Linked DNA regions of Sus scrofa: regions 1, 3 and 4 are each linked to region 2. A link is a contact called in public Hi-C and promoter capture Hi-C data. All regions are on one chromosome and are shown on one strand. Each heading gives the region's core, a stretch centred on a gene start, on an enhancer-like site or on the middle of the called end of the contact. The rest is flanking DNA. Distances are from core to core; before and after follow the strand shown.

The links. Promoter capture Hi-C pulls out the DNA fragments that hold promoters and counts their contacts. Hi-C and Micro-C count contacts between places; a contact is called where the count stands out from the background.
Region 1: a promoter capture Hi-C map of liver shows a contact between it and region 2, with 3 times the contacts expected there. The contact joins two enhancer-like sites. A contact is called at or near these places in 1 of 5 promoter capture datasets (liver), 1 of 47 Hi-C or Micro-C datasets (retroperitoneal adipose tissue) and 2 of 2 datasets of contacts at active chromatin or transcription factors (alveolar macrophages and skeletal muscle).
Region 3: a Hi-C map of liver shows a contact between it and region 2, with 2.4 times the contacts expected there. The contact joins two enhancer-like sites. A contact is called at or near these places in 1 of 5 promoter capture datasets (liver), 5 of 47 Hi-C or Micro-C datasets (liver and skeletal muscle) and 1 of 2 datasets of contacts at active chromatin or transcription factors (alveolar macrophages).
Region 4: a Hi-C map of liver shows a contact between it and region 2, with 5 times the contacts expected there. The contact joins two enhancer-like sites. A contact is called at or near these places in 1 of 47 Hi-C or Micro-C datasets (liver) and 1 of 2 datasets of contacts at active chromatin or transcription factors (alveolar macrophages).

What each region holds. Positions count from the first base shown.
Region 1 is chr4:39,963,700-39,970,200 of Sscrofa11.1, reverse strand. No RefSeq gene overlaps it. Among named protein-coding and RNA genes, the nearest start is that of CPQ, 110 kb to the right of the region's middle. Within about 2 kb of position 2,715, at least 41 of the 83 cell types and tissues checked have an H3K27ac peak or open chromatin away from gene starts, as enhancers often do. A contact at or near this core is called in liver, where this site is marked.
Region 2 is chr4:39,780,903-39,787,664 of Sscrofa11.1, reverse strand. All of the region lies in intron 2 of CPQ (carboxypeptidase Q), which reads left to right. Among named protein-coding and RNA genes, the nearest start is that of CPQ, 72 kb to the left of the region's middle. Within about 2 kb of position 4,889, at least 16 of the 83 cell types and tissues checked have an H3K27ac peak or open chromatin away from gene starts, as enhancers often do. A contact at or near this core is called in liver, where this site is marked.
Region 3 is chr4:39,640,173-39,646,365 of Sscrofa11.1, reverse strand. It overlaps CPQ (carboxypeptidase Q), which reads left to right. Exons shown (of 8, transcript NM_001243691.1): 4 at 3,338-3,449. Among named protein-coding and RNA genes, the nearest start is that of CPQ, 210 kb to the left of the region's middle. Within about 2 kb of position 1,360, at least 9 of the 83 cell types and tissues checked have an H3K27ac peak or open chromatin away from gene starts, as enhancers often do. A contact at or near this core is called in liver, where this site is marked.
Region 4 is chr4:40,019,455-40,026,190 of Sscrofa11.1, reverse strand. All of the region lies in intron 1 of SDC2 (syndecan 2), which reads left to right. Among named protein-coding and RNA genes, the nearest start is that of SDC2, 110 kb to the left of the region's middle. Within about 2 kb of position 3,845, at least 3 of the 83 cell types and tissues checked have an H3K27ac peak or open chromatin away from gene starts, as enhancers often do. A contact at or near this core is called in liver, where this site is marked.

The sequences.
Region 1 (6,501 bases), core at 1,466-3,965, 180 kb before region 2:
CTCTGGAACCAGGTTGCCTGCCTTGGAATGCTGCCTCTGTGATTTATTAGCAACTTCCTAGTAACTTCTCTGTGCCTCAGTTTCCTCATATGACTATCTACTTTGTAGGGCTGTTTATCAGGTGGTAAAGCTTTTAGAGCAGTAATTGATACATCATAAATGCTATGAAAGTGCTTGTTCAATTAAATAAACAAAAACATCTATGGCAAGATACCTGAATACAGTGGGCGGCCTGGGGTCTAACGGGGTACGGATATAAGCAAATAGTTATAAGATAACTTGATGTAAGCACAAAAGAGAGTGGTAGCACAAAGATGAAGATGAACTTGGTTTCCAGTGGTCATTATGAGCAGAGCCAAGGGCATAAAAGATGTTCCAGTTGGAGAGACCACCACTACGAGGTGTGGAGAAACAAAAATGTCACTGTACTCAGATGCTTAAAGCTCAAAGCCAGAAATCAATAAAAACCAATGGATAGTCAACAGGGACCTGCTGTGTACCACAGGGAACTCTAGCCAATATCCTGTAACAACCCACATGGGAAAAGAATCTGAACTAAAACATGGATATGTGTATATGTATAACTGAATCACTTTTCTTGTACAGGAGAAATTATCACAACATTGTAAGTCAACTATAATTCAATAAAACTTACCCACCCCCCCCCCAAATGGGGGGAAAATACTGTGTTAGGACAAGCAAGATGTGACTAATTTCAACTCCAAAGCAAATGGAAAGCTTTTAAGGAGGAGGGCCCAGCATCATGGTTGACTGCATGGGCTATGGAATCAGGCCCACTGAGGTCAGAGTGCTAACTCTGCCCCTCACTAGTTGTGTGTGATTTGCCTTCTCTAATCCTCAATGTCCTCATCTGTAAAGTGGGAATAATAATAATACCTAACTCATAGAGTAGATAAGAACTCACAATTAATGCATGAAAAGTCTTAAAGCATAAAGCAGCCAATAAATAGGAAGCTATTACCATTATTATAACATTATGAGTTGAACTTTGCATGAGAAGAACTTTGATTAGCCCTAAAGGAATAACAAGAAAAGGCCCCCAAAGCAAAAAGCACCTGACATATTTGAAGAATAAGTCAGGTCATCAGACCTGACTAAAAGTATGGTAAGTATGGTCATCAGTGCCAATCTATGAATTGGTTTTACTAGTCCCTGATAAGATAAATCTGGAAACTGAGAATAAACACTTAGACATGCTAAGAAAACAAAAATAAATTGACAGTAATTTTATATCTGTGTATCTGTTGTCTATCTGTAATGAAAATTGGGGCTTGTAGTTTTTTATGTCTTTTTATACTTTTCTAGCAAGTTTTTAATTGCATCTTACAAAAATGATAGTCTATGACTTATTGGAAATAATAAAACTTTCCTTTACCTCACATAGTCTAAGAAAAAAGTAATTCAATGGAGCTGAATACAGAACCACAAAGAGGATCCCGGAAAGGCGGGATCACATTGTGAGGAACTACTTTGTTTCAGAGTTTATATTTTATTCAGTGGGTAATGGGGTTTCTAAAAGTTTAGAGAGATTGTTAACTACAGGTTAAATGTATGTAGGTAAATAGTCATTGCACATTTTGTACTTTTTAAAATTCCCAGTGATTTTTTTTTTATTATTAAAAGTTTTTTTTTGTCTTTCTTTTCTCCCTCTCCACCCCCCCCCAACTCTTTCTAGCTTTCTGTCTGTCTGTCTTTTCTGGTTAAGAGGAGAGATCTGAATTGCTCCAAGTTTCACAAAGATAACTGCTTGTATTTGCTAAGAGTGGTTAAACAAAGGAATTCAAATTTATCAAAACAGAAAACTTTGAAAATACAAGAGCACACACTTTAGGACCAGTGATGTGAGTCTCCTTGAGATAAGCTGCACCGGGTCATCAGATGAATCCTCCTTTTTTTCTCAGGCATCCTCATATCCTTTGCACATAAACCAAAGAGATAACAACTCTTTCTGATCTGCCAGGTTGGGTCGCCTCATCCACCTCCCATCTTCACCGCCCTCTCTAGCAGTCCTGCCCGCCAGGACAGGAAAATAACGGTTTAATAATCACGTATCCGTGGGCGGCATTTGACAGCTCACCAAGCCTGGGCTCTCCCGATGCCCCATCCAGGCTCAGTTACAGAGCGAAACGTCTCAGGTTCTCCTTTCAGCTCCACTATCCCTTCCTGCCCTGCCCGCGCGGCCACTCGTTAAATCACAGGATACTCTCGGGCCAAGCCCTTGGTCGACCTGAAGCAGCAGCTCCTGAAACCCCTGAGGCCCAGAGACCCAGGCTGTGGGGACCCGCAAGGGGCCTGAGCGCAACATTCAGGCCCTTTGGCAGCTAAATAAAGAAGCACGGACGCGGGGCCCACCACCCAGGGTGTGACACTAATTTTCAATTGGGAGCCGAACCCAGAAGGTGAGGTGCCCGGTCGGCCTGCAGCCCTCAGGCCGTCCGAGGCGCAGCGAGGCCCGCGGACGTCGTGGAGGCGGTGTCCCAACGCCAGCCGGGCCCTCCCGCTGGCGCCCCGCGTCCCGGGCGCTCCGCCCCCGCCTTCCCTCCCGCCACGCAAAGGGCAGGGCCGCGGTTCCCGGTTGGAGGCGCACTGGGACCCGGACGCGTCGGGGGTGTGGCCGCTGCCACCTGCAGCCTGGGCCGCGAGTCTGGTCCCAGGCGCCGCCGCCGCCGCAGCCGCTGCCGGTGAGGCCGACCAGGTGCGTTCGCTGCCGGCCCGGCAGTGCCCGCGGGCGGCTGGGCCTGGCTCCTCCCCTCCCGCGGGCTGAGGCGGGTGTGGGCCCTGGCGGTGGGGGGACTTCCCAAGTCGCTCTTTCCTGCGAGTGACTGAAGGACGGGGTGGGAAGGCCCCTGGGAGACGCAGCAGGCCTGAGGCTTCCGCCACAAGGGCCCAGAAATGGGGAAGGCGAGGTTGGGCGCCAGGATGGAGGAGGATGCTGTACGCGCAGGGCGGCGAGCCAGGCGTGGTGGCTCCTTTTCCCTCTGGTGTGAGGGCAGAGGAAGTCCAGCCCAAGCCCCAGAGGAACCTATCTCGCCCGCATCTGGAGCTAGTTCCTAGTTCTCCTGAGCTTTATCGGGGCTCCTTTGTGGTTCCTCTGGACTTTTATCTTGTACTTTCATTTTTGATGTGCCCATCTGGGCTCAATGGGAGCAGAACCTCTGACTTGTCGGGTACTCAGTAAGCAGCTGAATGAATGAATTCCCAGGAAGGAGAACTGGTGAATTAATGAATAAGTGCATGAGTACTCGGAACAGAGAGCTGAATGAATACATGAACGGATATACATGACATGGAGGCAGTGGAGACAGTCTTAAATCACTTATCTTCCAGTAGTTTTCCAAAAGCTGGGTAAATGTTACACCCTTGTAAAATGGAGTCATTCTGATTGTGACTCCTTAAAAGTAGTATTCTATGCTGTTTTTGAATAGTCACCAGAAACACCCCCTCATATTTGCACTCTAGCTGGATTTTTTGCATATGTGTTGCTCAAAACAAAGTACGCCTAGGCTTACTTTTGGCTTTTGTTTTCTATTTTTTTTTCTGCTTTGGAGAATCATTGTCACTATAATATTTTTAAGTTACTTCTAAAAGATAAAGGTGAATCTGAAGGTAGCGCCTCATGACTGCTTTTAGTAACTTGTTTGTAAAACCAAACACTTCTTTGACTCCAGGATTGTGGAGGATCTTGTTTTCCTGAGATAGGTGCTGCCTGGTTTGTGGGTGAGTGAAGAAGGCTGGATACAGTTCAGAGAGGAAAAGAGAGAGAGTTATCTGTATGCAGACACTTTGGAAGTGACGGAGGTTGCGACTGCTTTAATTCGATTAGTCCCTGCATCGGTTCGGTTCTAGGTTTCCAGACCTGGACTTCAGAAAAGCTGGATGAGGAGTTCCCGCTGTGGCTCAGTGGTAATGAACCCGACTAGTATCCAGGAGGACTTGGGTTTGATCCCCGGCCTTGTTCAGTGGGTTAAGCATGTGGCGTTGCCGTGAGCTGTGGTGTAGGTTGCAGACGCGGGTGGAATCCCGATTGGCTGTGGCTGTGGTGTAGTCTGGCAGCTACAGCTCTGATTCAGCCCCTAGCCTGGGAACCTCCATATGCTGTGGGTGCAGTTCTAAAAAGACAAAAAAAAAAAAAAAAAAAAAAAAAAAAGAAAAGCTGGATGAATTGAGACTCCTCACTTATCTCTTTAGGTCTCAGATTCCTCATCTCCAAGACGCAGAAGGTCAGGTAGGGCCTCTGCCTGAGCTACACTGCTAGGATTCTCTTTTATTAGGCAAAAGGTGAAATTGCAGGTGATTTCATGAAGCTTGCTCATTTCAGTTACTCTGCTCGGGATTCTGCAGAATCTTGGCCCCACTTGGCTCTGCACATTGCAGCTCATTCTTCTTCCCCTCCACATCTGCTACTAAGGACCTGGAAGACTGAGATGAGAATTAGAGCCTCTGGGCTAAAGGGGAGAAAGGAGGGCAAGATTGCTTTCTGCATTGCCACAGGCTCCTGGCGCTGGGTTTAACTTGTTTCCAATACAACCAGCCTGACAATGCCAGATATTTTCAGTTTATCTAGGGAACTGTATCACTATTAATTTGCCTGCTTTTGAGATTCGTTATCCTAGATCTCAACATTTTGGAAATGGAAAGGCCTTAGGGATTTGTGAAAGGCACTTGACTCATTTTATGTACATATTAAAATATATATATTTTTTGCACGCTTCATTTAATGAACACAAAGTCCCACATGTGTTAAGTAAAATAAAATAATGTTACCTACCTCAGTTGTTTCTAGTCTATTGAGAGAGGGGAAGCCAAACGTGGTGCTTGATGAAAAAACCCAACTTGCTCTCTTTTCTCAAAGATCCAATTATGGGTCACATATGGTTCAGGCATGGAATGTAACAGAAATGGTATTTATGGGGCACTGACCATGCACCAAGCACTGTTATATTTAACTTTTTACTTATATTGCCCCATTTAATCCTTGCTATAAACCTAAGTGCTAGGCATGATTGTAATCCCTGCTCAACCTTCCTAAATAGAAACAGTACTTGGAAAATGGGAAAGACAGGTATTCAAAACACAGGCAGATGAAGGTTGGGTTTGTCCCAGCAACATAGATAATCTCTGTTGGGAAAGTCTGTGTAATGTTGGAAAAATGTGGTCTCTGTGTGTGTTCCAGGATACATATTAAACTCTGGGGCATTGTGGGTAAGAGCATTTAGAACGGGAGCTCAGGGTAGAATGATTAAGATGAATTACAGAGAATTGGTTGTTATATCATTTTGAACATTACTGAGTTCCACTGGTACTCTAGTGGACTCTAGTATTTTGATCCAGGTGCGCAAGCGTCCTAACTTTAAACATGTTCAGACTCACCAATCCAAGGATTATAAGAAGGGTGATGTCAAGAGGGCTTTGAACTGTGGGTACCAAACAGTGTTGTTTCTTGGGCTAGCTTCTGGTCCTTGGAAAGTTGCTGCCTCCCAACCTCTTTCTTTCTAAAAATGACAGTTCCTGAGGCTGACAAAGTACAGTGACTGCCTCGCTGTGATCTAGGGGCACAGATGTGCGATGAGTTTCCAGAACTCCTTTTTTCTTTTTTTTTTTTTTGCTATTTCTTTGGGCTGCTCCCACGGCATATGGAGGTTCCCAGGCTAGGGATTGAATCGGAGGTGTAGCCCCCAGCCTAAGCCAGAGCCACAGCAACACAGGATCCGAGCCGGGTCTGTGACTTACACCACAGCTCACGGCAACGCCGGATTGTTAACCCACTGAGCAAGGGCAGGGACCGAACCCGCAACCTCAAGGTTCCTAGTCGGATTCGTTAACCACTGCGCCACCACGGGAACTCCTTTTTTTTTTTTTTTTTTTTTTTACTTTTTGGGGCCGCACCTATGGAGGTTCCCAGGCTACAGGTCCAATCAGAGCTACAGCTGCCTTCTTACACCACAGCCACAGTAACACCAGATCCAAGCTGTGTCTGTGACCTACACTACAGCTCACGGCAATGCCGAATCCTTAACCCACTGAGCAAGGTCAGGGATCGAACCTGCATCCTCATGGATGCTAATCAGATTCATTTCTGCTGAGCCACAATGCAAACTCCAGAACTCTTATAATTAATTGACAAGAGCAAAAGAGGAAAAGAGAGGCTGGTAGAGTAAATGGGAAATTATTTTGTTTCTTCTTTGTCAGTCAAGTTTAGTCTCACAGAAGGCAGAGACCAAATTGTGGCTGCCTGAAAAACCCAGAGCCAGTGCCAGTTTGATTTAGCTCAGGAGGCTGAAACTTTCTGCCCTGAAGGCTGGTGTGATGGAGTAGACCTTCCCATTGCTCAAAATATTATGAAAAAAACATTAAAGCAACAATTTTTATTACTTGCCCTGGAGCTAGAGCTTTAAAATGTACTTTCTTCTCCCCCCCTCCACCCTCCCTAAACCACTTAGGTTTTAAAAACAAACAACCCATTCATGTGTCGGCCACATC
Region 2 (6,762 bases), core at 3,640-6,139:
CCCTGCATAATTGCTGTTAATTGTTACAATAAACAAGCAAAAAACCTCAATTCCAGCAATTGCTTCTGAGTTTCTCCAGATTTTTTTTTTTTCATTTTTCTTTTTTGCTCATGTTGAGGAGTGTGTTCTCAAAGAGCCCTTTCCAGGAGAAATAAGTATTTCAGTGTGGGTTTGCAGAGGCCTACAAGGATGTTTATTTGGAAGGAATTTACCTAGTGTCTGTGGTGTAGTACAGAAAACTGTAAATTATCCACCCACTCCAACTTGCCCACGTCATCAGTGGTTGTGAAGGGGTAACCAGCCTGGGCTAGTGAGTCAACAGTAATAGTTTAATAGCTCAATGAATATCTGTTTCTGCACTGGTTGCTGCTTTATAAATTAAATATTTGACGTCTAGGAGAAGAACTTAATTTTTCCCAACTTTATTCATTCCCAACTTTATTCATTCAATAAACATTGATCAACTGTCTTTTATATTCCAGGCCAGGGAGGATCCAAGTTTTATAGGATTAGGCACATATATGATTTGGGGGCCTCTTTAAGAAAAAGAATACAAAGTTGCAAATACAAATTTGGAAATAAAATCAACATTTACTTAGAGTAGCAAATAAATGATAACAAATTACAAATTTAAGAAAGCTGCCTGGAGTTCCCATCATGGCTCAGTGGAAACGAATCTGACTAGGAACTATGAGGCTGCGAGTTTGCTCCCTGGCCTCGCTCAGTGGGTTAAGGATCCGGTGCTACCATGAGCTGTGGTGTGGGTCACAGACGCGGCTCAGATCTGGTGCTGCTGTGGCTGTGGCGTAGGCCAGCAGCTGTAGCTCCGATTAGACCCCCTAGCTTGGGAACCCTTCCATATGCCGCTGGTGCAGCCCTAAAAAGACAAAAAGACCAAAAAAAAAAAAAAAAAAGAAAGAAAGAAAGAAAGCTGCCAAATACTACAACTATTACAAAAATTCAAAAAAATGTTTCTATTAAATAACTGTCAAATTTACATTTTTTTCTACTTTTTTTTTTTTTGCTACTCTTTGCTCTTTATGTGACAATGCTTTTGTGTTATATTTTTCTAAAGAGAAAAGAAAAAGAAAATTCGGCTTTTTTCTCTACTGTCGCTGATAGAAATTTAGTTTTTATTATTGATAGTTTGGAAAAGTTTGTTTCAGCTTTACAAATTTTTATATATGTATACTTTTAGGATAGTCAAATCATGCTCCTATCACGCTGCTTTCATGCATGAGTTATAAGACTTAAGGGCATTATAGATTTTTTCTTGTACAGTGACAGTGAATTGGAAAATTGGACTAGTTTTTAGTTGCATGTTATGCCTTTCTGTTACCTTTACATTTGTCATTATTTTGTGTCAAATCAATAAGAAATTTCAGTCTTTTTCCAAGATGATTTACTCTTCATTACTTCTGTTATTAAGTAGTCTAAAAGACTATCCATCATGAATACTTGAAGCACATCTCTTTTTCTCAGTAAATCATGGTTTTTGTATGTCTCTTGTCTGGTACTGGCAGACTTGGTTAGGCTAGGTATGTTATATATGCTTGCATCCTGTTGATGTGTTGACACGAATAAAATACTCCACTTATCAGTGTATTCACTGTAGTCCAGCTACAGGCTGGTGCCCTACAAACAAGGAGATTCTGATAAATTCTATTTTGCATGACTTTCTCAAATAAGAAAAATAAAATGCAATGTTGTGTTCATAATATCATACTCTCAATTACTGAATCTATTCTTGACAGGCAAGAACTTCCATTTTAAGTAGGCACCAATGGGAATGGATTCCTTCTATTGCAGTTTTACTCATCTGATAATTGGAATAATTTTTTTGAGTGACTAGCTTGTGAATCTACCACTCTCTCCATACTTTCATTGCCAGGAGTTACAGGATCCATTCCCAGCACAACATGACCTCTGGCTCTGCCCCCTTCGTGTTATGATACCAGTAGTCCTGGGAGCCATTCCTCTACCAGGATGGAAACTATGACTGTGAATCTCATCAATACATCCCTGTAAATAAAGTGAAACTAATATATCCCCAAAACAACTTCTTCCAGATGTCTGGATTCATTCCGATGTTGTCCAGCATGATGGGAAGAATGACAGAAATGGAGTCAGGATGGATTAAGAGTTAACACCTGTAAAGGGCATGGACCAGTGTAAGGCATCCTCATCCTCATCCGTCTCCTCCTTCTCCTCATTTCTATACATGTAATAGTGGCCTTTTCAGTTTGGGGCCTTTGGAATTTCTTATAAGCAATGTCTTCCTATTTCTACTCCCTTTCCCTTTTAGATTTCAAAATGTTAGAGCTGGGAGAGCCCTGAAGAAAATATCCACTCCACCCCTTCCTCTTACAGGTGAGGAAGTTGGGGCTGAAGGTCACTCAGCTACTTACTGACAAAACAGGGACCACTTGTCTTTTAGCTCGATACTGTGTTTCTTTTCTCTTAGGTCTCCTGGGTGGATCTCTTATCAGCTATACCCAGACTCCCAGGGTTGAGTCAATTAATTTAGGCATGCACTGATTTAATCTCTGTAGGGTTCCTCCCCCCACCCCAGTTGATATTTTTAAGAGTTCAGAGGCTTCCAAAATGGCACATAACAGGGTTTCTTTGCTGATTTTGATTGGACTTTCAGCAAAGTGCACTGTAGCATGATCACTCACAGGAAATGGAAACTCACCTTGTGAAGAACTAAGCTTAAAATGGGCTTTGTGTTTTCCTTTCCTCAGCAGGGGCAGAGTCTCTATGTCAGCTGCCTGGCCTTCCTCTGGGGCTTGGTTTTTAATCTCCAGGGAGGCAAGGCCGACAAAATGTCATCTCTTCTCCTGCTAAGGAAAGAAGCTGTGAAATAGATCTTCATTGCTTACGTGCCTTACGTTGCTTAGCACCAGCTGTATCCATAACACCATGGTGAATTTAAAATCCTGCTCCATTGGAATAATTGTTAAAAGGGACTCTGATGCTCATAAATAGCCCAGATAGGCATTGTGAAAGTACAGCGATTTTTATCTTTAATTGGATTTATTCTCCTGAGAAAACTTAAGTTTATGGATGTATGCCCAAATGCTGCCTATTAACTGATGTGAATTTCTCTGCTGTGAGTTCTAGGAATCTCTTAGTTCAAAGAAGGGGAGGAGAAAAGAGCTAACATATATTCGACAGCTTTTAAGTATTGGGTGCTTTATGTATACATGAAGTTCATCTCAGCTGAACCGTTACAAGAGCCTTGGGAGACAGGGAGCTTTAGATTCATTTTGCATTTGAGTAATCTCATCAAGATCGTATCCTAGGACAGTGAAGAGGCCGCTGCAGCCCTGGCCCCTTTCACTTTGGAAGGTGGGTTTTGAAAGACATCTCTGGTCATATTTGTATGAAGCTCATTTATTTCCTGCTCTTCCTCTTGTCCCCTTCCTCCTTCTCTTTATTCAGGACCTTCTCACAGCAAATGACAGTTCCTAAATGAGATTCCCTGTTACCTCCCAGCCTGCAAGGCATAGGCACAGGCAGTTCCCCTCCTGGCAACTGTTTTTGATATCTCCCCTTCCAGAGATTTGCCCTGTGGCAGCTTCCATCCATTATCATCCCTCCTTTTGCCCAGATTGGCAGCTCTCCAAGACCTCAAGAGGCAAAAAAACCAGATCTGCAGATATGCAAACCTCAAAATCCAGACTTAGTTAATGAAATCACTCCTCCGCTTGCCCCTGCCTGTGACTGAATCCTGTTCCAGCTGGAATGGGAAAAGGGCATTGGTCAGGCTGTCAAAAGCAGATCAGATTTCTCTACTGCTAGTTCTTCCTTTCTTAGCTAAAACCAAAACACCGCACACAACCATCAGCCAAAAAAATTGACACCAGGTGAGAGTGAAGGTAGTTTGTCCCGTTTTCATATTTCATGTGTTCGATCATATTTGTCTCAGCAAATGTGATGGGAAGTGGTACTTTTTCTTCTTTTCCCACCTTCTGGTGTGAGATTTATAGGTGAAGATAAAAATGCACTGCCCGCCACGAAAGAGCACCTGCTCTGCACGCATCCCATCTATTTGCCCTCTTCTTTGCTCCTGCCCCCTCCGTCTCTCTCTGCCTCCCTCTCTCCTTCAATCAGGGCTTAGAGAAATCTTTTCACTCTTCTTTTGACAGGTGTCAGATAGACAGTATGAGCTCATTTAAGCTGAACTGTCTGGGGGAAACTAAATTTGTTTGGAGAACAGCAATTTGGATGACAAGTGCCAGGACACAGCAGATGGCACGACTGGAGAAATGCTTATCAGTCTCCCAGCTCACGTTCCAGGTGGCCTCTCTATCTCTCCCGCCCCTCTTTTTCCTTGTTCACGCTTGACCCAAATGGAAACCTTGAAATACAAATGAAGTTCTTCTGGTAAGTCTCCAAGAAAAAGAGTTTCTAGTGACTCAGCCTAACAGGTTTATGTCCCCCCTTTATTTACACTTATTATTGCTAATGCTTCCCAGACCCCCAGACCTGTTTGGGCACATATTTGAAGAAGCCTCAGTTCTGAGCCCTGCCAGTTGTTTAATATGTCTATTAGCTAAGCTGCAAAAACTTTCACACTTTGGACAATCCCCAACCCTGGTTATGTTTGAGACTTCTCGTCAGGGGATGAACAGCAGTCTTCTTAAATATCTTCCCCCTTTGCCTCCCAATCAGACTGATTCTTTTTGGCTATCACTTGCCAGAGAGGGAACTATGGACATAAATGACATAGGAAGGTATTTAGTGGAAGGTGAGTTTTTTTTTTTTTTTTTTTTTTTTTTGGTTCATGTAAAACATTCTAAAATTCAAGGCCAGGGCACTGGGGCAGGCTCTAATCTATGAATCATTAAATTCTTAACATACCCTGAGAACAGGAAGAGAGAGATTAACCTTTATAGGCATGGGAGGAATGTCTCCTCTGAACACTGGTAATTCATGTGACATTTGCTGTTTGCTTATGTTTGTGGTGAAATTCTTTCCCTCAACCTTGAACTGTGTTGTTGCTGGTCACAACAGACCTTCTACGAGAGCAACCCAAGTTGATGTTTTAAGTACACAAACAAAGCAGATGTTTTTCATCCTGGGCATCAATTTTTTTGGTCCATATTTGGTTCACATGAGAACCTTTATGTTTTTCCAGTCTGTAAGCTTTAGCTCTGAATTTACATGTTTTGGTGGTTTGGTGTTGCTAATTCAGTGTGAAATTTACTCATGGAAAAGGCATACTGTGAGTGAAGAAATAAAGTACCAAACAGTATGGAAAACCCACACTTTTCTTTATTATTTAATTTTGTACTAAATTTTGTACATGTGCTTGGTGTTAGGAATCTCATGGTTGGAGCAAAGCCAATTGGTGGCCATGTCATATTTACCTGGAGGTTGAAGTTTCATTAATAATTTAAGGTGAAAATCAGAGAAAAAAGCCTCTAACCAACCCACTTAGCTGTCACAGCTCCCTTGTGGCAAAATATCATTGCACTTCTGCTCTTCTCTCCAAAAGCTTTTGGAACTCGAACACATTATTACTATTAAAGGCTTTATTTCTGAAGAGCAGTTTTAGGTTTACAACAAAATTGAAAAGGAGATACAGAGATTTCTCACATACTCACTGCCCCAAACATGTACAGTGTCCCCCTTAAGCATTATCACTCCCCAGAGTGGCAAAAATTTTCACCAAGAATGAACTTACCTTGATGCATTATTGTCACTCAAAGTCCAGAGTTTATCCTAGGTGCCTCTCTTGGTATTATACATTCTATGGGACTGGACAAATATATAGTGACAGACAACCATCATTACAGTATCACATGGAATATCTTCACTGCCTTAAAAATCCTCTGTGCTCTGCCTACTCATCCATCTGTGTCCCTACCCCTGGCAAACACTGATCTCCACAGTTTTGCCTTTTTTAGAATGTCACTTAGTTGAAAGCATATAGTATGTAGCCTGTTTAGATTTGTTTCTTTCACTTAGTAATATGCATTTAAGATTCCCCTATGTCTTTTCGTGGCTTGATAGCTTCTCTCTTTTTATTGCTAAATAATATTTCATTGCCTGGATGTCCCATAGCTTATTTATCTGTTCACCTGTTGAAAGACATGTTAATTGCTTCCATATTTTGGCAGTTATGAGTAAAGCTTCTGTAAACATCTGTGTTCAGGGCTTTGTGTGGACATAAGTTTTCAACTCTTCTGGGTAAATATTGTTGGTTTGTGTGGTAAGAGTTATTTAGTTTTGTTAAAAAACTGCCAAAGTACCTTCTGAAATGGTTGCATCATTTTGCAGTCCCACCAGCAGTGAATGAAAGTTCTTATTGCTCCACATCCTCACCAGCATTGGGTGGTGTTGGTGTTTGAGATTTTGGCCATCTAATAGGTTTATGCTAACTCATTGTTGTTTTAATTTACATTTCCCTGATAACATATGATAAAGAGCATCTTTTCATATATTTATATGCCATTTGTATGTCTGAGGTGTCTATTAAAGCCTTTGGCCCATTTTTAAATTGAGTTGTTTGGTTTTTTTAAAATTGTTTAGTGTTAGGAATTCTTTGTATATTTTGGATAATAATCCTTCATCAGAAGTATCTTTTTCTCCCAGTCAGTGTCTTATCTTCTAATTCTGTTGATGCTGTCTTTCACAGAGCAGAATTTTTAATTTTAATGGAAGTCAAGTTTGTCAGTTATTTCTTTAATGGATCATGTCTTTGGTATTGCACTAAAAAGCATCACTATAACCAAAGTCATGTAGGTTTTCTCC
Region 3 (6,193 bases), core at 111-2,610, 140 kb after region 2:
TTTTAGGACCACACCTGTGGTATATGGAGGTTCCCAGGCTAGGGGTCCAGTCAGAGCTACAGCTGCCAGTCTACACCACAGCCACAGCCATGCCAGATCCTAGCTGTGTCTATGACCTACACCACAGCTCACAGCAACTGCGGATCCTTAACCCGCTGATGGAGGCCAAGGGTCTAACGTGCATCCTCACGGATGCTCGTCAGATTTGTTAACCACTGATCCATGACAGGAACTCCTGTTTTAATAATTTTTACTCTTCACTGCATTTGGAGGAGGTGGTTGTAGGAAGGAAATTGGGAAGCGGGGAATTGGTCAGTGCTCTGTCTGCCTCAGGGCTCAGCACAGGAGTGAATGCCCCACTTCTCTGTTGGTTCTAGGCCATGTTACTGCTCTAAGAGCCCCACATCTGGCAACAGAACCAGTGCCTTCTCCTATCTTTTATAAGGTGATTCTTTTTCATAAAACTGGATTTACTATATCTCAGAACCCTGTCTTGTTTTTGTTTCGTTTCCTTAAATCAGATCCAAATGTGTTACAATTCATGCTCATTTCTGCCTGACCCTGGCATAAGGCATAGTGACTTTTCCGCTGGCATCCTTGGTGAGACTGCATTAAGACATTGCTAGCAGGACATCATGTTGAATGAGACCTCCTGCCCCTACTGTTTTCAAGGTCGAAGCTCTTATGATGAGGGAAATTCAAGTTCATCAAAGATGCTACTGAATTAGAAGAAACTTTTTCTCATGGGCTAGTTTTTAAATGAATTAATAATAGAATTACTACTACTATCTCTTGGTGACCCCCAATATATTTTGTAAAAAAAAGGAACACAAACAAACTCATAATTCAAATGGTTTGTGATCATTCTTCCATATCACCATGCCAATAACCTTACCCTACGGGGTGTCATTTAGTTCCTTATCATTCAAAACCATTTTCTCCATCATTTAACTGTTAGTTTAAATAATAATCCTGGATTGGAGAATGGAGGTATTTGAGAAAACATAAAGTATGATAGTAAAACAACCTCACTTATTCTGAAGGAAGTCTGAAGGTTAAACAATAGTTGCCTTAATTTAGTTACTCTTGTGTTATCTCAAGGAAAAATTGATTAAAGTAGATGTTCACACTTTTTATCCCCTGAAACTTTAACTTCATTGGGAAAATGGTTCTGAGGGTGGTGAGAATGTTGACTAATTGGCTTGTCATCCCCAAATGGGATTACACCACTTCTGAATCAGAATTTCCTGCTATTGCAACATGTTTTTTCTTCATCCTTTTTTTTTCCCCCCTTGAAACAATCCATTTGGGTTCATTACATGGCCATTTGTTAGTCTGGGGCATTGTCCTTGTTTGTGACTCCAGTGAAGTCATAGTAGGCTGGGTCTGTTTGTCCATACAGAGTCAGTGCGAGATCCTGCAGCTGCTCAGGGAAGGAGGCAGTGCGAGGGGGCACCCTGATATTTTAACCCCAAATCCTGCTTTCCCAAAGTCATGGGGAATTCTCATGTTAATCATCAAGAAGACTTGCTCAGCTTTGGTTTGCGTACTGCCTATGTAGACATCGACCTATCTAACTTTAAAAAAAAAACAAAACTTTTTATGGAAGTGTAATATTCTCAGAGAACATGCACAGATCCTAAGTGTGTGATGAGATGAGCTTTTGCAAACCAAGGGCACCTGCATAACCAGTACTCAGGTCAAGAAGCAGAGCATGACCAGCGCCCTCTTCTCGACTGTGCCCTCTTCCTTTATTTAAATTTGTAATTTATGTGACTTGATATTTATATATTGCATTATCTAGAAATCATGCCCTTCCTTACCATGGTCGACCATTCTCCTGTTTTGCTTGTTTTGATATTTTATGTAAGTGGAATTATACATAATGTATTATTTTCTGTCTGGCTTTGATTCTTCGCTATGTTCATGAGATTCATGCATTTATCATGTTTCTTCATCCCCACTGCTGTGTAATGTTCCAGGGGTCAGTACAATACATTGTTATTCTGTTGCTGACAGGTATTTGAATAGTTTTCTTGGGGCGGGGCAGGGGCGGGATTGATGCTATTACGAATAGTCCTTGAATGTTCTGGTACATCCTTTCTGGTGAAAGCAGCCGCACACATCCATTCCTGTTGGTGTGTAGCTGGGAGGAGAATTGCTGGGTCCCGGGGTGTGTATGTGTTCAGATTTAGCAGCTAAGCTATTTCCAGGGTGATTGTAAGTATTTATACTCACACTCAATGTTTGAGTACTCTCGGTGCTCCATCTCCTCACCAATATTTTGTGTCTTTTTCCATTTCGTTATTCCAATGGATATGCACTGAATGGGGTTTCATTTATATTTCCTTGATGGTAATGAATCTGAGCAACTTTTAGTATGATTACTAGTGATTTGTGTATCTGTTTTTGTGAATTGTCTTTTCAAGTCTTTTGCCCATTTGTCTATCACTGGACTCTCTTTTCATTACTGTTTCATAGGAGTTCTTTACATAATCTGGCTGTGGGACCTTCACTGAATATAAATATTATAAATATTTTCTCCTCCTCTGTGAGTTGCCTTTTCACTCCTCAGTGGAGTCTTTTGATGAACAAGTATTCCTAATATTTTAAAAGTCCAATTTATTATTCTTTTCTTTTATAGCTTGCACTTTTTGTGCCCAGTTTAAGAAACCTTTGCCTATTGCCAGTGACAGAGCTGTTCTAAGATTTCCTCTAACATCTTTATTTAAATTTGCAATTTATGTGACTTGATATTTATATATTGCATTATCTAGAGATCAAGAGACATACTTTCAATGTGGATAACCTGTTAACCCAGCATCATTTTACTTGGTTTTTACTTTGTTTAAAAGATGTCTATAAAATTTAGTCTCCTTGAAAAAGCACAATAATTAAAAAAAATTAATTACCGTTCTCACTTTTTCACTTGAATGCAATTTAACACATGTTTATTATTTGTCTGCTGGAATTTGAGACAGTTGAGAATATGGTTAAGATTTTGAGATCCATTTTTATGTCATTTAGGTTTTAAGCACTCTAATGACGTTGTCAAACATCCATCAGTAATAAACCATTTTTCTTTAGGACCTAAAATTATATTAATAAAGAGAGGGACAAGGTGGGATATTTTATTACTATTACAATGATCTTATACCCTTTATGTAAATGCCTGTGTACCATGTTTATGCTACTAATGATATAGATCTTTTAAGACATAAAAATAGAAAAGAAAATATAAAAGCTTCATTTCTGTATTTGGAGTGCCTATGAATGCCTCTTCTTTGATGTCATTTCTGCTTAGCTTTTTTTTCCCTCTTTTTATTATTTGTTCTAGGTCGTACTGGTCAGTGGACATCTGGACAGCTGGGACGTCGGGCAGGGTGCCATGGATGATGGTGGTGGAGCCTTTATATCATGGGAAGCACTCTCGCTTATTAAAGATCTTGGTAAATATTTAGAAAGTCGTTAACCAATGTGTGAGGGTGGCAGTGGTGACATGTTTAACTCAACACACACAATACTCAACAGATTAGTTACTGTGGAATGTTCAAAGGTCCTTTTGAGGCCGGTGTGTTTTTTGTCAGTTGATTCTCAGAAAAGAACTCATTTGTCCCCTTAAAGAAAGAAAATTTTATTCAAGTGTCTGCTGGATATCCAAAGTAGCAAAGATGATCAGCCACTAGGGAAAATGAACAAGCAAATAAAACTGTAGCAAATGCAACCGCATCAGCTGGAGACTTTGTAAGAAAGTCATAACCAAGTGCAAAGAAAAATCAGCAGCTCCCCCGCTTCCTTGTCCTTGTTTATCTTTCCAGACATCTTCAAGCTGTTAGCATAGCTTTGCTGCTGTCGTCTTTCCATGACGGAAGTCAAGGAGAGCAAAGCAGTCCTGGAGGAATGATTCCTTTGGCTGCGATAAGGAAGCTAGGATGAAAAATGGAACCTTCCAGGTTAACCTAGACGTGGGAAAGAAAGATGGACAGCCATGAGAAGGAAGGGCTATTTGGGAAAGCAGTTTATTCTGATGATCCTATTGCCAACAAAAAAACCCCATACCTTTCCTCTTTGTGTGCTGGTCGAAAGGTGGATTTTGAGTGAGATGGGAAATAACGAAACAACCTGAAATGAGAGTTCCACGTCTGAACAGACCAGTGGTGGTTTTGAACCTGCCTCCTCAACGGAATATTTTAAATTGTAACTGTAGAGTAACCTCAGTTTCCAGTGTAGTAAAGATCAGAACCTTCCCTTTAGTGAAAGGTTTACACTGCTTCCTTAAGTACACATGCGTTTAAATTCATGCTTTTCCTTTGACTTCTAATGAACCTTTCTAATCCTAAATCAGCCCTTTAAATAATTGTTTCTCTGAACAGTAGACGGCTGAAATTGTCTTGGGGCAAATCTTTAGAGCATCATTTTTATTCATATCTTACTAGTGTTTTATTTATTTATTTATTTAGTCTTTTTGCCTTTTCTAGGGCCACTTCCCGCGGCATACGGAGGTTCCCATGCTAGGGGTTGAATTGGAGCTGTAGCCGCCAGCCTACACCAGAGCCACGGCAACACAGGATCCGAGCCAAGTCTGCGACCTACACCACAGCTTGCGGCAACGCCAGATCCTTAACCCACTGAGCAAGGCCAGGGATCAAACCCACAACCTCGTGGTTCCTAGTCGGATTCATCAACCACTGCGCCACGACAGGAACTCCGCTAGTGTTTTAAACATGGAGAAATGGAAAGGTGGTTATGCATTTTTTTTTTTTTAACTTCTAAATAGGCCAGTGTCTCTCAGCTTTGGCATTACTTGACATTTGGGCCAGATAATCCTTTGTTGTGAAATCTGTCCCTTGCATTGGAAGCTGTTTAGCAGCATCCATGACCTGTACCTACTAGATGCCAGGAGCACCATTCCCCCGCCCCCTCCCGGTTGTGACAACCAAAAATGTCTCCAGACATTACCGAATGTCCCCTGGCAGGTGGTGGGTGGAGAGGGTAGCATGTAAAATTGCCCCACAAAAGCAAACTAAGAAAAATCTCGGAGAAACCTGAATTTAGGGTCACTTTGTAAGAAAATAAGACAAACTAATGGGAAGCCTTACCTTGTCTATCCTTGCAAGTTTAGCATCAGTACCATACTGAACAGCTACTATTTGAAAGCGCTTTTAAAAGCTGGGTGTACAGAAGCATGTCCTCTGTTCTTCAGGCCCTTAGACTGAGAATATAGTTGGAGACGTACATATGTACCTACACACATAGTTATTACTAAAGGCATGATAACAAGTCTGCTTGTAGAATTGGGTAAGGTTTGCACGAGAGCCATTGTCCACCAAATAAAACCGAAAAACACTCAGTCCTTCAGGGAAGATCTGGGAGACTCTGTATGTGAATTCTTTCCTCCTCTCCCTTTAAAAAAAGTATTCCTGTGGCTATCTGTTCTCTCTGTCATAACTTCATTCCAGAATGAAGTGGGCCCTAGAGATGAAGCAGGCAGGTACCATTTTCCTCTTCCTAGGACACAGATATTTATTTGAAAGTTAATTTTATTTTAATGGGTTCCCACCAGCTTGACTGCAGGCAGAGTGGTAGTGTAAAAGGAGAGCTGGACCCATCTCAGTGGGATTTTTAGGTCATTCTATGCCACAAATTACTTTTTTGGCCCCTGGAAGGTCATTTGAACTCCCTGGACTTTGTTTTCTCCATTTCTGTTCAACTGCTAGCTTCCAGAGTATTTTATCCACTCTAGATTGGAATAAAAATTGTGCCTCTCTAGGCTTGGAATCTTACTTCTTTAGTACTCAGCATGGGACCCTAAATCACTGTTAATTGAGTTGAATTCAATTGCATGAGTAAATGTCAAACAGCATGCAAAGGTGAATTGAGTATCTTTTTCCAGCTCTGAAAGTACATTGACTTCAGTTGCTTTTGATAGCTAGTAATCTGTCTCCATCAATTCAGGGCTTAACTCTCCGATAGCGTTCTGAAAAGCTATATAAACATGAATAAAACTCTAAAATAAAGAGGAATATTTCTTTTGAGTAGGTGTTAAGAGGCAGCATGGCATACTGTAAAAAAAAAAAAAAGCAAAACAAAACCTCTGAAACCAGACTGTCTGGGTTCAAATCCCAGCTCTGCAATTTAGTAGCAGGTGGTCTTAAGCAGGTTACTTTGCCTTTTTGTGGCTGTTTTCTCATCT
Region 4 (6,736 bases), core at 2,596-5,095, 240 kb before region 2:
CCAGGAAATAAGTTAAAAACCCCACTTTAGGGAAGGTATGCTCAAGTGTTTCTTGAAATTAGAGAGTTTAGCTTTTTCTGTGATTCAGGACTCATCTAGGTATTTAAAACAGGTCTGAGCTAAAGATCTTTCTTAAGGATTTCTTAAGTGGGATTTATGAATTCACTTTCATGTGTGACCTCACCTTTGACCTCAGCTTTTGTATAAATTATATACACGATAGTAGACTAACCCTAGGACATTGTTAGGTACCAGATAGTTTTCTGCAAACAAAACCCTTAAAATAAGAGCTTGGTAAATACAATAGTATTTGCCTGTAAATCTGTGATACAGTCATATCTCACATGTTCAAAGACAACAGCGTCTTTTGCCAACAATCAACATAGGTTTCCTTCCTTCTGTTACATCTTTGGTTTGGATGGGACACTTGATAGACATGAAGGCATTACTCAAAATGAATGAATGCCAGTTGATAGACATGGCCCCAGGCATCCTTCATAGAGAAAATTGACAGGACGTTGGGCCGAGAAGAAATTGTTCAGCAAGACCTCTTAACTCTTAGCACAGATTTTTCCTCCCGTCTTTGATGCCAAGAATCTAGTTTTGAAAGACGTTCAATAGATTTTCGGGCGGAGCTGGGGGGAGACTATTCATGGCCAAAGTTTGAAAGTGCTGGATCCAGCCGAGTTCCACAGGATGCTTTACTGCCGTTCTCCTCAGGGTCTTTGTTATGATTCCGTGTGAATCACTAGGAGGGGCGTGGGGAGGGGCCAGGCACAGCACGGCCTTGGCCAGCACTCAGTGAGCCTCCACTCTGAAGCCCAGACTTGGACCCGAATCCCTGCTCCCCACTCTGAGCTGTGTGCCCTTGGACAAGCTTCCATTCCTTGGGCTGCAGTGGAGATTGCTGAGATGATTAAATGTGCCAGTGCTTATAAAACACTTAGCACGAAATGCCTGGCACATAATAAACACTTAACAGTTAGCTGCAGCTAATCCTTTTGAACCCGGGGCTGACTGGCTCTGCTATCTTCGTGTTGTGGGGCTTACAGCGAATAGAAAGAGCCCAGAATTAGGTGGCTCAAGGTAAGGGCTCCCGTCTGGCCACCAATTTGCCTGGAGGATTTTCAGTTCTTTGGCCACTCGGGTGTTCCGTGTCTTCACTTTTGAAATAAATAGGTCATCCTGATGCCTATAATGTCCCATCAAGCTCTAAGATTATGTGTTCCTTTGGGCCCTACCTAAGCCAGAATTGGCAAGCTTGTCTTAAGGGCAAGTCTAGCATCTCTGTGGGACTATGTGGGAGAAAAGTTTCACTATTATTTCATTTACAGTGTGTGTTTGTTAGTAATAAAATAGTTTATTAAGTCACCCTTGGAAAAATAAGCTAAAGTTACAGCCAGTTTGGTGCTTTGTAATCACCATAAAAGTTAATAGACATTTGAGTTTAAATCAGGGCTAGACGTGCCTTTATGCTGAAACTAAGAGGCATCATCTAAGGATTTGTTTTCTGTGATGCGATTCAGAATGTCACATCAGGCCACATGAATATTTTATCTTTATGTCCAAAGGCCAATTTTCTGAAGTTGGGTCTCGAGGGGGCCGTGTGTGATACCCAGAAAGAGTCAGGTTTTCTATTTTCTGACTTCCTCAACCTAAGTCTGCACTGTAAGGTGAATTTGAACACCTATTGCTTTCAGCTTTAATTATCTTGACCACTGTTTGTCTGTTGCCCTAATTTAAGGCATTTAGAGGACATCTGTCTGTTAGATAAGACAGTGTATCTTTCAAGGAAGATTTTGAATTTCTACGTAACAGGTTTCCTCCCTGGCAGTTTGAAACATGGTATTTGTTCAATGTAAGTTTTACCTGCACAAGAAAAATCCAACAAGTAGATTTGTTCAGTTGCCATCCCACATTTTTTTTTTCTTTTTTTGGCTGAGGAAAAGGGCAGGTTTGTGATATTTCATACTAAAACTGAGATGAATGGTCTTGACGGTCTTCCAGGCACTGAATCAGAATTTTCTCTATTTTTAGTGCAAACACCATAGAGGTTTGGGTTGAATCATTTTGTCAGGATACTAGTTTTCATCATCCTGAAGCTGTAAGGCCTAGATCACCATCTGTTCCCTCTATTTTCTTTCCTTTTCTTTCTTTCTTTCTTTTCTTTCTTTCTTTCTTTCTTTCTTTCTTTCTTTCTTTCTTTCTTTCTTTCTTTCTTTCTTTCTTTCTTTCTCTTTCTTCCTTCCTTCCTTCCTTCCTTTCTTCCTTTCTTCCTTTCTTTCTTCCTTTCTTCCTTTCTTCCTTTCTTCCTTTCTTTCTTTCTTCCTTTCTTCCTTTCTTCCTTCCTTCCTTCCTTCCTTCCTTCCTTCCTTCCTTTCTTTCTTTCTTTCTTTCTTTCAAGGGCCACACCTCCAGCATATGGAAGTTCTCAGGCTAGGGGTCTAATTGGAGTTGCAGCTGCTGGCCTGCACCACAGCCACAGCAATGCGGGATCCAAGCCGCATCTGTGACCTGCACCACAGCTCATGGCAACGCCGGATCCTCAACCCACTGAGTGAGGCCAGGGATCGAACCTGCGTCCTCATGGATCCTAGTCAGGTTGGTTATTGCTGAGCCATGATGGGAACTCTGCTTTCCTGCATTTTCTATCCTTAAGGAGTTTTATTTCCTCTTAGGGATTTTGTATGAAGGAAATTGGTATCACCAGGTCTCTGAGTGGCTTTTTTTGGGTCATGGAGCCTGGGGTTTGGGTAGAGGAAGTGGCAGCAGCTGATACTGGAAATGCGGGTGAAGCGATATGGTAGAAGGATGTCTTTCAAAGCTAAAGAGTTTTTATTTCATCCTATAGGTGACGGAAAGCCAATAAGGGATTTTTGGCAGGGGAGTAATTATAGCCACGTTTAAGAATGTACACACTACTATGTATAGAATGGATAACTGGCAAGGACCTGCTGTATAGACCAGAAGAATCTACTCAGTATTCTGTAATAACCTATATGAGAAAAGAGAATGAATATATATATGTCTGGTTCACTTTGCTGTATTCCTGAAAGCAATACAACATTGTAAGTCAACTATACCCAATGACTTTTTTTTTTTTTTTTTTTTTTTGTCTTTTTGCCTTTTCTAGGGCCGCTCCTGTGGCATATGGAGATTCCTAGGCTAAGGGTCGAATCAGAGCTGGAGCTGCCGGCCTACACCAGAGCCACAGCAACGAGGGATCCGAGCTGCATCTGCCACCTACACCCAGCTCTCGGCAATGTCAGATCCTTAACACACTGAGCTAGGCCAGGGATTGAACCCTCAACCTTGTGATTCCTAGTCGGATTCATTAACCACTGCACCATGACAGGAACTCCCTATACCCAATAACATTTTTTTAAAAAGAAAGGAAAGAAAAAAAAAGAGTGATCCCTCAGCATACAGTAGATTCAAAGACAAAGACTTGAGGGTGGCTTAGCCCTTGTAATAGTCCAGACCCAGCGTGTTGAGGTGGCTGCAGTTTGGGGACCGGAGAAGAAGACGTGGAGTTGGAAACAAATGTGTATCTTGCCTGCCTTCCAGGCATTGTGGGGATAGAAAACTCCCAGCAGGGCGCCTTCTCTTCTGGGAAGAGCGGCCTCCCTTATGGAGCCAATTTAGCACTGTTTCCATGGCTGAATGAGGCATAGAGCAGAAACTGCCTTTCTGGTCTGTAGTCCGTTTTCCTCCTTGTTGTACCGGGTTGCTTTCCACCACTTCCCTTTGCTCTCCTGGATGCGCATCTTGCATCAGCTAAGGGAGAAAGGTCTGAAAGACCAGCTTTGTTTTTCTTGCAGCTTGTACTCTGAGCCCTGTTAGCCAACAGTGTTGGTGCTGCCTCACAGAGATGGCCAGTCCCGGATTAAGCCACCTCCTTAGGAAACCCCCCCATCAGGCAGCACCTCTTCGCTCCAGGCTCTGCCTCTGCATGTTTCTTCTCAGGTCCTTTGTCCAGTGGCTGTGTCTCCTCAAGCCCATTGTTCAGGGTGTGTTGGGGTTTTCTGCTTAGGGAGGCAAGGCACAGTTGACTGGGTGTAGAAGCAGTGGTCCTGAGTCTCCCCTGTTCTTGGCTTTTGAGAGATGCACGTCTTGCCCCCGGCCCCCCAGGAATGTTAGTGCAGAAGTCATTTCTCTCCCCAGGTGTGTCAACTGCAGCCACCCTTTATGCACCGACGGTGGCATCTTCACCAAAGGAATTGTCACGCTTGCAAAGGTGTTTTTTGGTTTCAAAAGAAAGAGATTGGAGATGATCTTGGCGTGTTACCTGCTGCAGAGTGGAAAGGAGCCTGCTTAGTCTTATGACGTTGGACTCTATGGAAGGATGGATATTGGTCATTCCCAAGCTTGGTCCTCCTGATGTCAGAGCAGGAGGTAACTTTTAGTGTGATGTCGTTATTATTTGCACCACTCGGATGATGGGGGAACAAATCCTTGTAGCTGCCTTTGTGCACATGAAACATCCCATCAGCCCCTAGAGCGAGCCCCACAGAGCTGGAGCAGCTGAGAGTGAGCCAGATTCTCTGGAGGCGTCCTGACCCCCAGTCTCGGAGTAATTCAGGCTCCCCAGCTTCCTCCTAAGAAGCCGATTGTCCTGAAAAAGTCAGTTGCCCCTCTAGCCACCGCATGTGGTTGCATGTGAGGTGGCCAGAATTCCTTAGGAAGATGATTTTTTTGCCCAGTCTGCCGGTTGCTGTGACAGACGCCTCAGGCCAACAACCCGGTCACCTCATGAATAGAAATTCAGTTTATGAATAGGCGTCAAAGATCTTCGTGTGGCTCATGCTGCCGTAAACTTTTTTGACCCAAGCCAAGAGGAAAATGAAAGCCATTCAGTGTTAAGAAAAAAGCAAACAGGTTTCTGCTTTTAAGTCTCAAGGTTGCTTAAGTAGGTGCCGTGCCATGTGTGTGTGGGACGGGTGGGACCAATGATCTCCCACCCTTTGGATGGAAAGATCTTAACTGTAGGAGTCCTGGAGGCCTTGTAAAACACGTTACCTCTGCAGCCTGAGTCAAAGGCCAATTTGTTTTAGGAAATTTCAGTCGGAAAATATTTACTGAGTCCCCGTGCACACTGAGAGGGGCAGGGAGCACACCCAGGTCACTGAGGGCCTGCCTTCACCTGCAGAAGAGCAAGAGCAAATAGACCTGAAATGATGAAAAATAAAAGAGGTTGTTTTAAACTGTTCATAGGCTCCAAAATCCAAAATAGTAGTTTGTGGAGTTCCCGTCGTGGCGCAGTGTTAATGAATCTGACTAGGAACCATGAGTTGCAGATTGGATCCCTGGCCTTGCTCAGTGGGTTAAGGATCAAGCTGTGGTGTAGGTCGCAGACGTGGCTCGGATCCCGCATTGCTGTGCTGTGGTGTAGGCCGGTGGCTACAGCTCTGATTTGACCCTTAGCCTGGGAACCTCCATATGCCATGGGAGCGGCCCTAGAAGAGGCAAAAAAAAAAAAAAAAAAAAATAGTGGTTTGTTACAGGGGACAGGTAAGGGCTAGAGAAGTCAGAGCCTGTTTTATAGATAAGATTTGAGAGAAAGCACAAGAGGAGAGGGTCCTATAGCTGAAGTTTACAGAACAGGAGTTCCGTTGTGGCTCAGCAGGTGAAGAACCCGACTGGTATCTGTGAGGACAGGGGTTCAATCCCGGGCCTCGCTCAGTGGGTTAAGGATCTGGTATTGCCGTGAGCTGTGCTATAGGTCGCAGATGCGGCTCAGATCTGGTGTTGCTGTGGCTGTGGTGCAGGCCGGCAGCTGCAGCTCCGACTGGACCCCTAGCCTGGGAGCCTTCATATGCCACGGGTGTGGCCCTAAAAAGCAGAAATTCACAGGGCAAAGTTTAATACCAGCAGGACCACAAAAAGCCCAAGTGGCACTTACTGAGCATCTCCTATACACCAGGTACTGTGATTATAGGGAGTCGGGGTGGCTTGAAGATATATGAGATACAGTCCCCACCCTCAAAGGGGCTGAAAGTCTAGTGGGATCAGTGATGCCAATGGGCTTGGGAATTACAGCCTGGGATGGTGTGAGCCTTAGAGACCCGTATCCAGCAGAAGGGCCTCAGATGGCAGAGTTAAGCTCTGACTCTTCTAGCAGAAAAGTCCCAGCATACTCTTGGCTTGAGGTGGCCCCTCAGAGCCTGCAGGCCAGGCCACTGGGAAACCAGTCCCTAAGGTCTCAGTTCTCAAAATGTGCTGATACGGTTGCTGCAACAAAGTGGATGCCTGTACCTTCCTGCACATGGGTTCAGATTGAGGCCACTGGAGCCTCTCCACCCAGAAGCCAAAATCTGAGTGAGGAAAGTGATGCTGGGTTGGGAGGTGGCCCCATCATGCCAGGCCCAGTGAGAGCTGGAACAGGAGGCTTTATTTTAAGATGAAATCAAATGAAAGACACTGTAGGAAGGGAAACATTTTTTATCATTCTTGTTAGAAACAAATATTCAATTCGGTTTTGTGTGTGTGTGTCTTTTCTAGGGCTGCACCCATGGCTTATCGAGGTTCCCAGGCTAGGGGTCCAGTTGGAGCTGGAGCCGCCGGCCTACCCCACAGCCATAGCAACGTGGGATCCGAGCCAAGTGCGACCTACACCACAGCTTACAGCAACAGCGGATCCTTAACCCACTGAGCGGGGCCAGGGATCCAACCTGAGACCTCATGGATACTAGTTGGGTTCATTAACCACTGAGCCACAACGGGCACTCACCAATTT